2 separate regions of the Mus musculus genome follow, and region 2 is linked to region 1. The links are chromatin contacts, called in public HiChIP or PLAC-seq maps. All regions are on one chromosome and are shown on one strand. The core of a region is the stretch at or near the end of the contact, and the rest is flanking DNA. Distances in the headings are between cores, read along the strand shown.

The links. HiChIP or PLAC-seq counts read pairs in DNA pulled down with a chosen protein or histone mark.
Region 2: an H3K27ac HiChIP or PLAC-seq map of embryonic stem cells shows a contact between it and region 1, with 6 read pairs. The contact joins the promoter of Anxa6 here to the enhancer-like site in region 1. A contact is called at or near these places in 1 of 15 datasets of contacts at CTCF or cohesin (CD8 T cells), 4 of 115 datasets of contacts at active chromatin or transcription factors (CD8 T cells, the SCID.adh cell line, effector CD8 T cells and 1 more) and 2 of 9 other capture datasets (adipose tissue and liver).

What each region holds. Positions count from the first base shown.
Region 1 is chr11:55,112,322-55,115,021 of GRCm38.p6, forward strand. Gm2a (GM2 ganglioside activator protein) reads left to right here. Exons shown (of 4, transcript NM_010299.3): 4 at 1-708. Among named protein-coding and RNA genes, the nearest start is that of Gm2a, 16 kb to the left of the region's middle. Within about 2 kb of position 1,265, at least 123 of the 459 cell types and tissues checked have an H3K27ac peak or open chromatin away from gene starts, as enhancers often do. A contact at or near this core is called in CD8 T cells, adipose tissue and embryonic stem cells, where this site is marked.
Region 2 is chr11:55,032,073-55,034,772 of GRCm38.p6, forward strand. Anxa6 (annexin A6) reads right to left here and starts at 1,399. Exons shown (of 26, transcript NM_013472.5): 1 at 1,287-1,399.

The DNA.
Region 1 (2,700 bases), core at 15-2,514:
CCACATTAAGGGAATGGAGCAGACAACCTGAAGGGGTGTCTGATGATTAATCCCTGGTTAGTTTGAGTAACAGAAAAGATGACAATGCATTTGAGTCTTTTAAATAAGAACCCAGGATAGAGTCTACTGTGCACAGTGGAACCCCAAGGAAAAGAAGATAGAGAAAAAAGCCAGCAGCCTCAGGAGTAAATGTCACCCACTGACAAGAGTCTCATGTGGATGTTAAGCTGGGCATAAAATAGCACAAAAACCAAGTATCTGCACTGTTTAAGTCTTACCTAGCAGGGCGTGGTGGCTCACACCTGCAATCCCAGCCCTTATGAAGATTTTAAATTCAAGTTAGCCTGGGCTATAAAACTAACACTATAAAATGAGCAGTTACTGAAGGGTATGCGCCATTTCTCTGAGATGCTCTTAGTATGTCATCTCAATATAACTATGGTCAGATAATCCCAAGCAGCTCTTCAAGGTTGCCAAGGCCACGAATAATAAGGAATGATCTAGAAACAGCCACATGCATACCGGGAGAGAATACAGACACTGTCTGAGATCCTCATTTCAGATGTCGGATTAGACTAGCATTTCAGCTGTGTTGACGTGGGTGTGGCTGTGGAGGGTCTTAGCATTAATGACAGGTGATGTGACATTTGAGCTATTTCTGTCTTGCTTTAGAAGTTTTTCAAAATAAAAAGAGACTGTTTTGTGAAAGTTTCTGTTAATTTCTTTTACATTTATTTACTGTGTATGTGCGCAAAAGAGGAAAGAGTATTCAGGCACTTGTTCCATGGTGCATTTGTGGTCAGAGGATAACTTTGGGGAGGGAGTCAGTCTCTCCTACTGTGGCTTGGGAATTAAGCAGAGGCCAGTTTGGGTGGTAAGTACTTTTACCTACTGAGCCATTCCGATACCCATATCATTGAAAAATTATTTTTATTTAGCACACACTATTCACTTTTTGTTTTTCTTCTTTTTCTCTTCAAGACAGGGTTTCTCTGTGTTGCCCTGGCTGTCCTGTAACTTACTTTGTAGACTAGGCTGGCCATGAACTCACAGAAAACCACCTGCCTCTGCCTCCAGAGTGCTGGGGTTAAAGAGGAGTTTCACATTCTTCCTGCAATTATTCCATTACTTTGTTGTATCTTCAAACACAATTGGTTGATTCTTCCCCCTTCCCCGCCCCTTCCCTTTCGGTGCCTTTCCGTGTTCACATCACATGTAACTTACTGCCCTCCCCCACAGCACCCAGTTCTCCATTCTACAGTCCCCTTTTCTGTTTCATTCTCTGTACCCGCAGGACACACACAGAACCTTCTCAAGAGGAAGAAAGGCCATAGAGCTGAGCCTGCTCTTAAGTCACTTCAGCCTGGGAAGGAGATAGTACACAGATCTGTTTGCAACACCCAGGCTCTGGGGGAAGGAGGCAGCTGTCACAAGCTCTGAAGGGAGATTGGTCCGAATGGAATGCAGAACTGTACTCTCAGCACTGAGGTGTGGGGCGTTGGGCTATACACATACAGTCTGGTTTTCAGTCAAGTTGAGGTCTGAACCCTGGGACCTGGTGGTGATAATTCACCTACATGAGACCGAAGAAGTTCTCTCATGCTCCTGGAACCCTGGCTCCTGTCGAAGTTACCACCCCCTCAGCCCCCACAAGAGAAGCATGGCTAGAAGTCACGTAGGCAATAGCCCAAACTTCTGACCTTCAGGCTAAACTCCTCCCCAGTTACCTAGCAACAGTAAAGATACAGCATACCATAAGAGGGGCTGCTTGGCCTCACCTCGCTCTTACTCCTCCCTCCCCTCCCCTCCCCTCCCCTCCCCTCCCCTCCCCCCCCTCCCCTCTCTTCCTCTCCCTCTTACTCACTAGCCTTCTCTCTTCTTTCCCCCTTCTTTCCTCTTGGCCATGGCTGGCCTCTCTCTTTTACCTTCTCCCTTTCTCTGTGATCCTCTTGCTTCAGTTTCCTGAGTGCTGGGATTACAGCCATGTGCCACCATGCCTTAGAATGATAACTAATCAAAAAAGTCTTTGTAATCTTTGTGTTTGTGTGCTATGTGTGCAGGTAAGTATGGGCACATGTGCTACAGTGGATGTCTGGAGGTTAGAGGGCAACCTCAGGTGTTGGATGTCCTTGTGTTCCAGCTTGTTTGTGACAGAGTCTCTGTTGTTCAGCTCTGCATGTGCCAGACTAGCTGCCCCTGGACTTCCAGAATTCTGTCTCTGCTTCCCGACTGTCTGTAGGAGAATGGAGATTACAGACTCATGCGGTCATGCTTGGCTTTAAGTCATACTGGGGATTTAGACTCAGGTTATCAGGCTTGTGTGGCAAGTGCTTTTCCCATTGAAGCTTCTTCTCAGCCCTCTAAATATTAAAAAAGAAAATTTTAATTTAGTGTGTGTGTGTGTGTGTGTGTGTGTGTGCATGCCTGTGCCATAGGGGTTGTGTGGAGGTCAGAGGACAGCATCTGGAAATGGGTTCTCTCCTTCCACCATGTGAGTACTAGAGATTGAACTTGAGTCTTGAGTTGTCAGGTTCTGCAGCAGACCCTTTACCCGCTGAACCATCTCCCTGCTCTCTCTCCCCTAGAACTTTAAAACATTTATTTTGAGATAGGCTCTTGCTAAGTTACCCAGGATGGCCTTGAACTCACACTGTAGTACACACACACACACACTGATTTTTTTCTATTTGTTTTTTTTAA
Region 2 (2,700 bases), core at 149-2,648, 80 kb before region 1:
ACAAACAAAGGACAGGAAGTAAAGGGACATGGTGAGCGACAGTCACAGCTGCAAGGGGATGAAGGCCTTCTCCTTCCCTCCATGCCCAGCCACACCCCACTCCCAAATCTGAGAACAGTTGAATTGGCGGGGGGGGGGGGGGGGGGGGGGCACCGGAAGTGGCGGCCACCTCAGCAGACCACTATGGGGAACAAGGGCCCAGAGAGAAAAGAAGTCCTTCCAAGTGTCCCAGGCAAGCTGCAACTCATGGATATGGGAGAGGATTGCCCAGGGTCTTCCTGCAGGGCTTAGGGCCTGCAGCCAGAACATCAGGGCATACAGGGGCTGAAATAGTTCCCGGGGGATAAGAAAGGCTGGAGAGTCAAGCTATTCTGTCGGAGAGGTGGGCTCAGCAGCTTCAAGATGTGATCTGGCCAGGTGAGGTGAAATGGAGGGCAGATTCTAAGGGAACACCAGGATCCCCTACAAATCCTGGAGCCATATGCCCAAATTTGGAAGTGTCTAGTAAGACCCACCAGAGTTTAGACAAAAGGGGGTGGGGCGGGAGTGGGGCGGGGGTGGGGGGAAGCAGAAGCCAGATTCTCTCTAAAGGAGAGTTTCATCGACCACACCTGTACTCAAGATTCCCCAACCAGCAGCCAAATCAAACCCACTTTCATAGGACTGAAAGCGGGGGTTATCAACACTTGTGAGATGGGGGCTCAGAGAGGGAAAGGCGGCTGGCTCAAGGCCACACTGCAAGTTGGTGGTGGGATCTGGATTCGAGGTCAGTAGGAAGCATCTAACTAAGACCCTGAAAAACTGGGAAGGAGCCGGGTTGGCTTAGGAGAAGCAAAATTCAGAGTGGGACCTCTGCATCTTGCTAAGAGCCTCTGCGGCTCCCGGAAAGGTGAGCATCTCCGGAAAGACAGCAGGTCCTTCCTCTGACCCGCATCAGGGAGCCTTTCTCCCGGACCACACCACGAACCGTCTGGTGCTCAGCAGACTGTTCAATTCCTCAAGCTCTCCAAGTTGAGTAACTCACAGCCTCCCGCGAGGGTCACCAAGTTTTTCCACTACTTTAGACAATTAGGCTCCTGGGTCTTGGACCACACCCTCGGCGGGGCCGGGCGGGGGGCACCAGCTCCCCTCCCCCCTCAGGGTGCTGTCAACCAGCGCCAGCACTTTGGGTTCCCTCCCGGGACACACCCAGCCGCGACACCCCGGGGTGACCGCACACCAGCATGGACCCGACCAGGTCCCTTCAGTCCTGGACCCCGTGTCCCGCAGCGACTCTGCACACTCACCGCGCTAGGGAGGCCTCAGATCAGGGCGTATGGACAGACGCAGCTCGAAGCCCGTTAGCCTAGCAGCAGCCGCAGCGCAGGCTGGGCGCACGGTGGAGGGGGACACGTGGCGCGCAGGGGCCAATCGGATTCGCTCGCTGCCCGCCCCGCCCTGTCCAGCCCCACCCCGAGTGCTTCTTTTTTGGAGTTTGGGTGTCACCGGCTGCAGGGGAAGGGCATGGGGGAGGGCGCCCTCGGGGGAAACCTGCCACCTCTTACCTGGGTCGTTTCTGACCCCAGCCCTGACGTCACCTCCAGAGGGTAGGGGATTTGGCAAAGGTCACGCTGCCACCCAGAAATAGAAGTCAAATTAATGTCCTGTTCTGGACACATTCTCCAACATTCCTGCTACTCACCAAAGCTTTGTTGAGAAATTTGAAGCTTGCCAAAATTGAAGTTGAGACCTTACCTGACTGATCAGATTTCACGCCTTCCTGCCCTATCGGGTCACAGGCGTAGTCACCTACTTTGCAAGGAAGGAAAGACCAGAGAAGACCGCGCCTCGCCCAGGGTCACTCAGCTTGCAGATTGTGGGGTTGGAAATCTAATTTAGATTTGGCCTTGGGGAGTGGGTTCTGGTTGAAGAGGGAGTGATAGGAGGACCAGAAGTTGTCATCCAGGTCTGTGTGGAAAAGCGGTACAACCTCTGGAAAACAGATAGCCCAGCTTTGATAGAGAAATCTCCCTCAACCCCCAACCCCCGCCCCCACCCCGCCCCCACTGCCTGGTGGCCACAGCGGACAGCAGACTTCTGTTTGTTAATAAGTTCCTTGAGTTTCTTTAAAGGGTCATCCTCAGGAGCCAACTAGCTGCCTCAGAAGGCCAAGGTGCTTGCTGCCCTACAGGGGGCTCGCACATATTTTTTGCACTTCAATAAAGAAAATGTAATTTTTAAAAGTTAAAAGTTTAAAAAATATTATCTCCAGAATCTGTCACTCGTTCAGAGAGTAGTAAGCATCTTCCAAGATCTAGTTGGAAAATTGTCCTCCGTTTGTTTGTTGCTTGTTTGTTTTTCATTTCACCCAAAGAACACTTACTGAACCTCTGGTGCAAGCTAGAGCAAACTGAACAGGTGAGCTCTGCTGCCCAGCCCCACCCTTGGGACCTGCCAATAGACAGAGGTTTAGATTTCTCTATGGGAAGCCTGGGGCTAAGGTGGAGGAAGCACTTGGGGCAAAGCAAGTGGGGCAGTGTCACCTTCAGAACGAGAATGATGCCATTACAACTTTTGAGAGGAGCAGATTATCAGCAGAGCCTGCATCCCAGCACTGAGAGGCTGGAGCAGGAGGATCCGGAATTCAAGGTCATCACTGGCATCAAGGCCAGCCTGGGCTACACGAGACTGTCTCAGAAAACATGCAATAATAATGGTCTG